Linked DNA regions of Hordeum vulgare: region 2 is linked to region 1. A link is a contact called in public Hi-C data. All regions are on one chromosome and are shown on one strand. Each heading gives the region's core, a stretch centred on a gene start, on an enhancer-like site or on the middle of the called end of the contact. The rest is flanking DNA. Distances are from core to core; before and after follow the strand shown. Region 1 holds the start of LOC123430293 (vegetative cell wall protein gp1-like). Region 2 holds the start of LOC123426757 (protein PSK SIMULATOR 1-like).

Region 1 (4,988 bases), core at 1,795-4,294:
AAACAACATTTGCAAAGTGGTGTGAGTACGCACAAAACGTCTTTCCAATTTAAGGATCAGAGCTGAAATAGTTTGAGCATAATTATTAAGCAAGGTTCCCATACAAGTAAGGAATTCTTGAATAACACTTTTTTTGATAATATTCCCACTTCCCCTTTCAAAAGTTTTAGTGTACAAGTTCACGGGGGATACATTTTTATCGGGCTTAGGGACCTCGCTATCCTCCTTAGGTATCACAAAATCATACATGATAACGACTTCAAACAAAACTAGTGAACTAGCAAAAGTAAATATTTTTGTGTCTTTGGTATAGTTAAGCAAGAAAATATAAAAGGAAATAAAAAGTAGGACAAGTGAATGACAATTTGTGTCAAGGAACCTGACAAGAATTTGATGATGCCCCCCCGGGCAACAACGCCATAAATTCTTCCTCCTAATTGTAAATTGTGTTGGTTTTTTTCCCGAAGGCGAGGGGAAATGCAATATAGTAGAGATAAGTATTTCCCTCAGTGAGAACCAAGGTTATTGAACCAATAGGAGACTCACGCAAACCCCTTTTTGTAGCACCTGCACACACAGAATCCAACACTTGCACCCAACACGGGCAAGAGGGTTGTCAAGCTACTTGAACTCGTTACTTACAAGGATTAAATACTGACTCTTGCCTGCATCTACGACTATTACTCCACTCATAGATTGCTATCCAACATGCATCTAGAGTATTAAATATAAAACAGAGTAATGCTTGGAGCAAGGTGACATGATGTAGACAAAGTAAGACAAGCAATATGTTAAGACCCTTGTTGTTTTCTCCTTAATGGCAACAATATTGAACCCATCACAATTCACAACTCCCACTGAAGATAAATCAATCTAGTTGGTCAAACCAAACTAATAGATCGGAGACAAATATGAAGCTCTAACAATCATGCATAAAATAATTCAGAGAAGACTCGATTAATATTCATGAATAATCTAATTATAAACCCACGACTTATCAGAACCCAACAAATACATTGCAAAGGAGGATTACATCTGATAGACCAATGCAGGAATTGCGGTGAACTTTGTATTGAAGATCAAAGAGAGAGAAGAAGAAGCCCTCTCGTGGACTGCTCACACATCATCATGGAGGCATCAAGGTTGACGTAGATGGCCTCCATGATCGATTCCTCCTCCGGCAGGGCACCGGAAAAGATCTCCATATGAGATCATGGTGGAGTAGAGACTTGTGGAGGTGGAAAAGTGTTTTTGGTGGCTCGTTGTTGATTTCCCAATTTTAGAGAATTTACGGAGGTGGAATTAGGTCAGATGGAGCCACGAGGGGCCCACATGCATCACGACAGGCCCTGTTGCCTTGTTGTCTCCTCGGGTGTCTTCTGGTCTCCTTCCAAAGCTTCGAGGGTCTCTTTTGTACAAAAAAATCAGCAAGAAGTATCATAGCGTTTGGACTTCGTTTGGTACTGATTTCCTCGAAAACCAAAAACAAGCAAAAAAAAAGCAACTCGCACTAGGCATTGGGTTAATATGTTAGTTCCCCAAAATAATATAAAATAGCATATTATTGCATATAAAGTATCCAAGATTGATAATATAATAGCATGAAACAGTAAAAAATTATCGACACGTTGGAGATGTATCAGTCACCGGCGAGGTAGAGTAGGACACGTTACATGACCCGGCTTACGGGACTCGAGGCACATCCCTCTTACATGCTCTACTATTTCTCGTGAACGTGAGATCAACGATCGACCGCCATGGGATGAGCCAGAGAGGTCCACCACAACGCGGTTGCGGGCCCGGACTGTGCACACCAAATGGGCACCATAGAATCCGACTCCGCCTCGCCAACGTCCTCCGCCGTGAGGGGTGCAACCGCCTCCCGCGCCCGCTGCCTCACACGGCGGGCACGCCTCGCCATGTTTGCGTCGGACGACACCCACGGTGTGTCCTCCAGCTCAACAAGCCAAAGGAGGGGTTGCACGTCCGCCACCGCGTTCAGACGCTAGACGAGCCACATCGTCTCCGGTGAGGCAGCGATGGCATCCCAAGTGGCGGATCCATGTGCCATTTGGGCAGGTGAATGGATTCCCGACGGAAGAAGTCGAAGCGCTGTCGTCAGGTGTCCTCCTCCTGGGAGCGGCACAAGGCAAGCCAGACGGTCATCTCTTCCTCGGGGCCTCGTGGGGTGAGCTCATGGTCGGGGATCTGACGGTGTATGACTCGGATCCGCTGCCCGACATGGTGAAGAAGACCTGAGAACGCGGGACTAAAGCTTGGGGCGGAGTGGGGTGAAGGGGGTGGAGTGGTTAGTGTTTGGGCTGATGAGGGGATGTGGACCAATATATGTGAGATGAGGTGAGCCAACATGAGTGGGTTTCGACGTGGAGGACGTATCTGAGCGCGTCCGGGTGTCTTCATACCCGCTTCATATTTGAATTGGATATGAGATGTGTCGGTCGGTCCGGGCATTTGAGGCGTCCATGTATCGTATTTTTCTGACCAGACCGTTCGCCGAGACGTATGAGGTAAATCGTCTAAGATAGCACGATTGTAGGTGTCTTCTATGGGGTGTTTGTTTTCAGGGACTTTTTGGTGTAGGGACTAAAAAAAGTCTCAAAAAGTCCCATGCGAAACAAACAGGAGGGACTTTTAGGGACTAAAAGGGGGTATTTGGGACTATTTGAAGAAGTCCTTGTGGGAAGGTATTTTTGGGACTTTTTGACACTTTTTCCAACAATACGCCTACTTTTAGCATGTCATTTAATAACTGCTAGTACATTACTAAGGGTACATGATCTTTTTGCATGTTATTTAATGACCTTTAGTCCTTGTTTAGTCCCTGGAAACAAACAGGTAGAGACTAAGGACTTTTAAGTTGGCACTAAAAAAAAGTCCCGGGACTTCTGAAACAAACAGGGCCTATATTTTCTTCAAAAATGGATGTTTATGAACCGTGAATTTGGCATGTCTTGTGTAAACTGTTTTCTAGCTAATCCTGCCAATTCAGCACAACACCAGGAAAATGCCATACGCCCCGGCTCCTCCGCCAACGTGTAGAGGGGAAGCAAGGCAGGCATCCACGTCAAGCCATTCCACGCGCCTCCATTTGCGCGCGCGCCGACGCCATGACCCAACCATAAAAGACCACAAGCCCCACACTTGAGCTCCCAAACTCCACACCACCGGCAGCCCAAGCACAGGCCACAGCTTTGCGATGCCCAAGCCCAACCCGCCCACCCCCTCCTCGCCGTCACCGCACCCGGCCCCGGCGCGCAAATCTGCGTCCAGCCGCCGGCGGCAGCGCCTCCTCGCGTCCCCGAAGCCCTCGTCCGCTCCCACCTCCTCGTCGGCGTCGTCGGCGTCGTCGGCGTCGTCTTCCTCCGCCTCCTTCTCCTTCGCCCCCTTCTCCCCGGCGCCCTCCCCGTTCCACCACCGCTTCCTCTCCCCGCTCCGGGCATCCGCGGTGCCCTTCTCCTGGGAGCACCGGCCCGGCATCCCCAAGACCCCCGCGCGCGGCGCCGGCACCCGCAGCAAGTCCGGTGCCCCGCCGCTGCCCCTCCCGCCATCGCTCTTCTCCAACAACAAGGTGGTCGCCGAGTACTCCTTCGGCCCCGACGGCGCTTACTCCGTCGTGCCCGGGAAGGCGAGGAAGCGCAAGCAGCAGCGGCGGTGGCCGGCGGTGACCGACGCCCTGACCGAGTGGCTGGCCGTGCTGAGCCTGTACCGGTCGTGCACGAGGTCCCGCGACTCCCTCGCCGCCTCAGGCCCGCCGCCGCAGCCGCGCCGGTGCTCTCCCGCCTAAGCCCGGCGTCGATGAGTACGTAGAGAGTTGGTGTGCGTGTGCACGTATCGTCCTTCCTTCTTTTTTCTTCTTCTTGTTGGGTGTGTGTGTGGCTTGTGTTGAGTTCGTATCGTACGTACGTATACGTTCGTTGGCGCCCGATCGTAGTTAGCGCCGATGAATTAGGAATGTTGCTTGCGAATTTGGTGACAAGACGCTGTAACTAAGGGTGTCTTTTCGTGTGTCGGTATATGCATGTGCTTGCCTCAACAATAATTAATGGATAATTCGGCACCATTGATTGATTAGGCTGCTTTAGGCCAGTTGCCGATTAAAGGATTCTTCTATATTGTTGATTAGAAGATTCTTCTACTACTATAAGTATTGTTGATTAAAGGATTCAATCATGTTAGTTTTACACTTGGCATTATTACTTGCATGTGGGTGGTGCAGTGCTGATGCGTGTCTTCTACAGTTTCTCTTTTCCAGAAAATGTGCTACGAGTACGCTATTTGTGATTTAGAGTGCATGCACTATCACGGTCAAGCGGGCCACGACTGTTGCAAGCAGGATATGATTATGGAGCACATGTTACTATATTATTGTCTTCTCTTTTTTATACTTCCTCCGTTTCTAAATATAAGTCTTTTAAAGGTTTCACTAATTGACTATATACGGATGCATATAGACATACTATTATAAAGTGTAGATTCATTCATTTTACTCCGTATATAGACCCTTAGTGAAATCTTTTAAAAGACTTATCTTTAGAAATGGAGAGAGTATGCTTCATGGTTTTGTAGGGAAGAAACAGTAAACAAATGTCCTACTGTATTAGTATTATTTTTTTGGGATGCCCCACCGTATAAGTCTACTCAATATAGTATTATATAAAATCAAAGTAAATATTTTTCATGTGTTCAACGAAAAAATAAATACTACCACATAGACATGCGGTTAGCTAACTCAAAATTCACATAGAAAAAAGTAAGTACTTACATACTGACATAAAGAAAGAAGAGGAGTTAAATAAAATGATATTCAGAGGTGGGTAGGTTTTTTGCACAAAGGCTAATATATTAATATCAAGACTATACCAAATTCACTCCGTCTTCACAACGACACAATATCAAGAGCTAGTCAAAACATTAAGGTGTGTAGGTTTATTAATTAAATAACAATTACATTGTCCATATTATGCTAG
Region 2 (4,988 bases), core at 1,358-3,857, 270 kb before region 1:
ACTAGGGATCAAGCCCTAACAAAACTTACATGATGAATCTCATCCAGCTCTTCACCGGCCAGCAAGCCTAAAAAGAGATTACTCACTCCCGATGGAGAGCATCATGGAATTGGCGATGGAGGAGGGTTGGTGATGACGAAGACCGAAGATTCCCTTCTCGGGAGCCCCAAACGGACTCCGGTTTAGGCCTCCCAATGAAGAACAGGAGGTGGCGGCGATTCCGTGTCGTGAAACGGCAATGAAACTTCCTCTCTGATTTTTTGCTCCGAAAATAGGAATTCATAGCGTTGGAATTAGGGTGAGTGGAGAAACGTGGGCCCCACTAGATACCAGGCCGCGCCAGGGGGCTGGCGCACCCTGATGTCTAGTGGGTTGCTGTAGCACCCCCTTCGGTGGATCTTGGTTCCAATATCTTTTATATATTTCAGAAGAAATCTCCAAAAAGTTCCGTTCCATTCTGGAAACTTTTATTTCTGCACAAAAACAACACCATGGTAGTTCTGCTGAAAACAACGTCAGTCCGGATTAGTTTCATTCAAATCATGCAAATTAGACTCCAAAACAAGAGCAAAAGCGTTAGGAAAAGTAGACACGATGGATACATATCAATGACGCCATGAGTATGATGCTTCAGAAAAGGTTGCCAGTACTTAACTGTCGGACATGCCTATACTCCTAATCCTCGGGACTTAAGTACATGCTTCGAACAAAGATCTTGTACAGCTGCTTGGGGCTAGACTGCTGAACTTGCCTGTCAAGCCAAAGACTATCAAGTCGAATACATTATCTGAAGTGAGTTATCATCTTCGGTTTCGAAGACAAGTTCAGGGGCTACTCATGGTGTCCTGGACTAGGGGGTCCCAACCGAGGTGATCTAGTCCATGGGCCGAACTAGAGGCCCGTCAAGGAGGAAGGACTTCCGAGGCCCTCAGGCCGTGGCGTGACCACATTAGACTCTATCAAAGACCCGGCGTCCGCTCCATGGTGGGATGATTCGTTCGGTATGTAATCTCTAGATGGTAATCGACATTCATGTAACCCTAAATATCCCCGGTGCCTATATAAGTTGAATGGTTTAGCCCGTAGAGGATGCCCATACACATTCATCATCACCCTTAGGGTTTAGACCACAACGTACGATCTCGAGGTAGATCAACTCTATACTTCGCTACACCAATAATATAACAAGAGCAGGACGTAGGGTTTTACCTCCATCGAGAGGGCCTGAACCTGGATAAACACCATGTGTTCCTTGTCTCCTGTTACCCATCGTACGATCTCACAACTCGGCCCCCTACCCGAGGTCTGTCGGTTTTGACAGTGATAGCCATCACTAGCGTCCATGCTCGAAGAAGGCCCTCCTGTCCGAGCCTCGTAGTAGCCATTGTCTCCTCGTTCCAGATTGTAGCAGATCTGGTCAATGTCAGGGTGGATCTCAGAGCAGACGCCGTCGATGCGAGCGGAGATGAGGCCATCCAAAGTTTTGGTCGACTCCTGGAGCAGCTTGGTCACAGACTTGAGGAGATTGTCGTTGTGTACCTTGAGGCGTTGCTCGAATTCATCGATGATGCAAGACTTGACGATCTCGTGGTTGTTGTGGCCTTCCGCCGACAAGCTCCCCATAGCTTCCCGCTGGCGTTGATTACCGAGCCTAGTGCAATGCGGATGGCGGGAAATCTCTAGGATAGAACGACTTTGATGCCAGATGTAACTACTAACTTGTATTGGTCTCAAATTTGGTGGTAAATTCGTCATGAATGGGTAGCTCTAGCTCACACGTGACACATACACACATACGCCATGGCCGAAGTCACCAACTCCTTTCACAAGTCACACGCTTACACACACAACGACTATAAGGCTCAACGTACACCCTTAACAGGTCTAGTTCGAGCTTTGAAGCCATTGTCCACTGCCCAAGATGCCGGGAACGAGTGGGCCATGCGGCCAGCCCATGGCCCACGTGTTGAATCATCGTCTTCGCGCGTCTTTGTTTGGCTCGATCTCTTGTTACAGTTGGTGACACTCATTGCGGACCTAGCCAACAGAGTGACACCCTGTTCTCAACAACTTCGATTTCTTGTTCGACGTGAAACTTCAGCGACGACATCTGTTCGTCATAGGCATGTATGGGATGAAGTGCATGCCATTCCATTATGATCGGATTGTAATTTTCTTACTTTTAAATGTTTTCGTGTAATGCTAATGGTTGATTCATACGTAGCGTCGGGTTCCCCGGGTAAATACTACTCCCTCCGTTTCTAAATATAAGTCTTTAAAGAGGTTTCACTAGTGTACTACATACGGATGTATATAGACATATTTTAGAGTGTAGATTCATTCATTTTGCTCCGTATGTAGACTCTTAGTGAAATATCTTAAAAGATTTATATTTAGGAACGGAGGGAGTATAAAACTGGAATAAATTGTGAGAAAAGACCGGAATAAACATCACGCACATGCTCATTTTCTCAACGTGAAGGAATAGTCTGCCAGAAGAAAACAATATTGTGCACGAACGTGCCCGGCACTTGGAACCATGAGCTGACAGACAGCCGGTGAGGTGTGGAGCGATCCACATTCGGACGCTATCCGGGGCCGGCCGGCAGGACTAAAGGCCAAACACCGCACCGCAGGATCGCATCCTCGTGCCGGCCGTGTCCGGCGGTCGATCGATCCGACGATACGGAGATCCCGAGGCGCGCACGGGCGCCCGCTCTCGAGAGAGCGCGACGGGGTCAGACCGCTGACTCTCGCCTTCGTCTCGCCCAATTCTTTTCTGCCGGAAACGGTGGCCTGTCTGCGTCTCCCCATGTCTCGTTTGCCGCGGTGGAGCAAAAACAAATCCGGCCTGAAAAAGCCGCGCCTCCCGTCCCCCATGCTCCCCTGATCGAGTCGCCTCCCCTCCCGGCTACATCCCCGAGCTTCCACCGAGCTCGCCGTCCCCTCTCGACCTCTCACTCCAAGCCAAGCCCCCCATCCTTCCATTTCCCTGGTCGTCCTCGCGAGCGAGCTCTCTTTGGTTTCTTGCCGAGGAGAGGCTCTTCTTTCCCCGCTCCCGTTGACTCGCGCATTGCGTCGAGCACCTTCCGCGCGCCGCCGGGGCTGGAGCGGAAATCCGGAGTTTTCACGCTTTCTTCAGCGAGCGGGCGGCGTCTGCCGGTCTCGTCGGAGCAGCGTGCCTCCATGCCGTGCTTGCGGTCGTGGGCACGGGCTTCTCGTGGATGGACTGCAACGGCTGCTACAGTATGTCTGCCCCGCCCCTTCGTTGCTGGTGCTTTGCAGTGTCTTACCAGGTAGGAGTAGACTGCTTACTGAAAACAGCTTCTTTTGCAGTGTTGAAATCAAGAAGGAGTATTGGCGTCGCGGATGTTGAGTTCGATGATCCAGCGGGCGGCATCACCGGGTTACCTGACTCAGTAGACCTTGCACACAGACAGAAGGTCAGCGGTGTTTGGGAAGCTAAAGTCAGAGATAATATGGAGTCGACGAGCCGGTCCTTCATCTTGTCCCCCAAGGATGATGGTTTCTTTATTTCCGGGAGTAGTAAGCTGCACGAATCGACATCAGAAGAGACATTTGTGTCTGGGAAAATGGCGACATCTCAGTCGACGAAAGACGCATCTGGAAACAATGGAACAAGCAAGGCAAGTGGTACATAAGCAGGGGATGCTATTTTTTTTTCTTTCGCCGAGCCATTTTTAGCTGAATTAATAAATGTTACCACACAGTATTATTTTCTCTGTTTATTTAGCCATGTTCATAATTGGAATGACTTCAGGATTCACTCAGATGATTAGTGATAAATCTTAGAAAAAGATTGAATTGTGCAGATTTTTGTCCTAATGCAGGAGAACGACTTGGGCCTACCTTGTATAGCGTTTTAGTTTAATCACATTATTCAAATGTAGTATGCCCTGAAATGCTTCGCCTTTGTTCTCAGGTTTCTAGAACAGGTTCAGGGCTTGGCGCGGCCGGCATGGCTGGGTATGGGAGAGCAGTGGAAATTCTAGACACACTAGGCTGCCTGATGACAACCTTGAGCCCGGATGGTGGTTTTATTTCTAGGACGACCAAAGGGACTCAGATATCAATTCTAGCTTTTGAGGTTGCTAACACAATACTGAAAGGCGCGAGTGTTATGCAATCTCTCTCCGAAGACTCTGTCACATACTTTAAACAGGTGGTGCTTCCCTCTGAAGGTGTGCAGAATTTGATTTCCAGTGATATGGGCGAGTTGATGCGGATTGTAGCTAATGACAGAAGGTAGATGGGACGTTTGTCCTCAGTGTCCACTGTGACTTTTTGGTTACTCTGACTGATGACTGTTTTCTGAACCCTGGCTGATCTTTTCAGGGAAGAGCTGAAAGTATTTTCACAAGAGATTGTGAGGTTTGGCAACCGTTGTAAAGATCCCCAATGGCATAATCTGGACCGCTATTTTGTAAAGTAAGAAACTTCCTGCTTTGACGAGCAGAATAGGGTTATACATGTTGTTAGACTTGAATGATATTGGTCCCCTTGGTGTCCAGACTAGAATCAGAAAGTGTACCCCAGAAGCAGCTGAAAGAAACTGCCACAGTGGAGATGCAAAAGCTGATGGCTCTTGTTCAACGTACAACTGTAAGCATTGTGCTCTACTCTCAAGATATCATTTGAGCAAATAGATTAATGTCATCTTGTTTTGACCTTCCTTTTCCAGGATTTGTATCATGAGCTGCATGCCTTAGATAGATTTGAGCAAGATTACCGCTGTCAACTAAAGGGAAGTGAAAGTTCAAATAAGATAGAAAAAGGTATTTGTCTTTCTTGTGTAACAACATATTTTTAGATGGAAATACTTTTGCCTCTTCTTCTCTGTCCAATGCATAAAAATGATATTTATGCGGACTGTCGGAACTCGGGCATTGTTTAAATCTTATTATTGCTATTTTCTAAATCCAAATCCATCTGTGCACGTTTGTCATGGCAATGTACCTTTTACTGTT

The links. Hi-C and Micro-C count contacts between places; a contact is called where the count stands out from the background.
Region 2: a Hi-C map of leaf shows a contact between it and region 1, with 5 times the contacts expected there. The contact joins the promoter of LOC123426757 here to the promoter of LOC123430293 in region 1. A contact is called at or near these places in 1 of 6 Hi-C or Micro-C datasets (leaf) and 1 of 1 datasets of contacts at active chromatin or transcription factors (embryo).

What each region holds. Positions count from the first base shown.
Region 1 is chr2H:480,305,479-480,310,466 of MorexV3_pseudomolecules_assembly, reverse strand. LOC123430293 (vegetative cell wall protein gp1-like) reads left to right here and starts at 3,044. Exons shown (of 1, transcript XM_045114165.1): 1 at 3,044-4,092. The coding sequence starts at 3,218. The coding sequence ends at 3,805.
Region 2 is chr2H:480,575,358-480,580,345 of MorexV3_pseudomolecules_assembly, reverse strand. It overlaps LOC123426757 (protein PSK SIMULATOR 1-like), which reads left to right and starts at 2,607. Exons shown (of 13, transcript XM_045110638.1): 1 at 2,607-3,246; 2 at 3,337-3,647; 3 at 3,944-4,266; 4 at 4,357-4,449; 5 at 4,533-4,623; 6 at 4,703-4,796. The coding sequence starts at 3,225.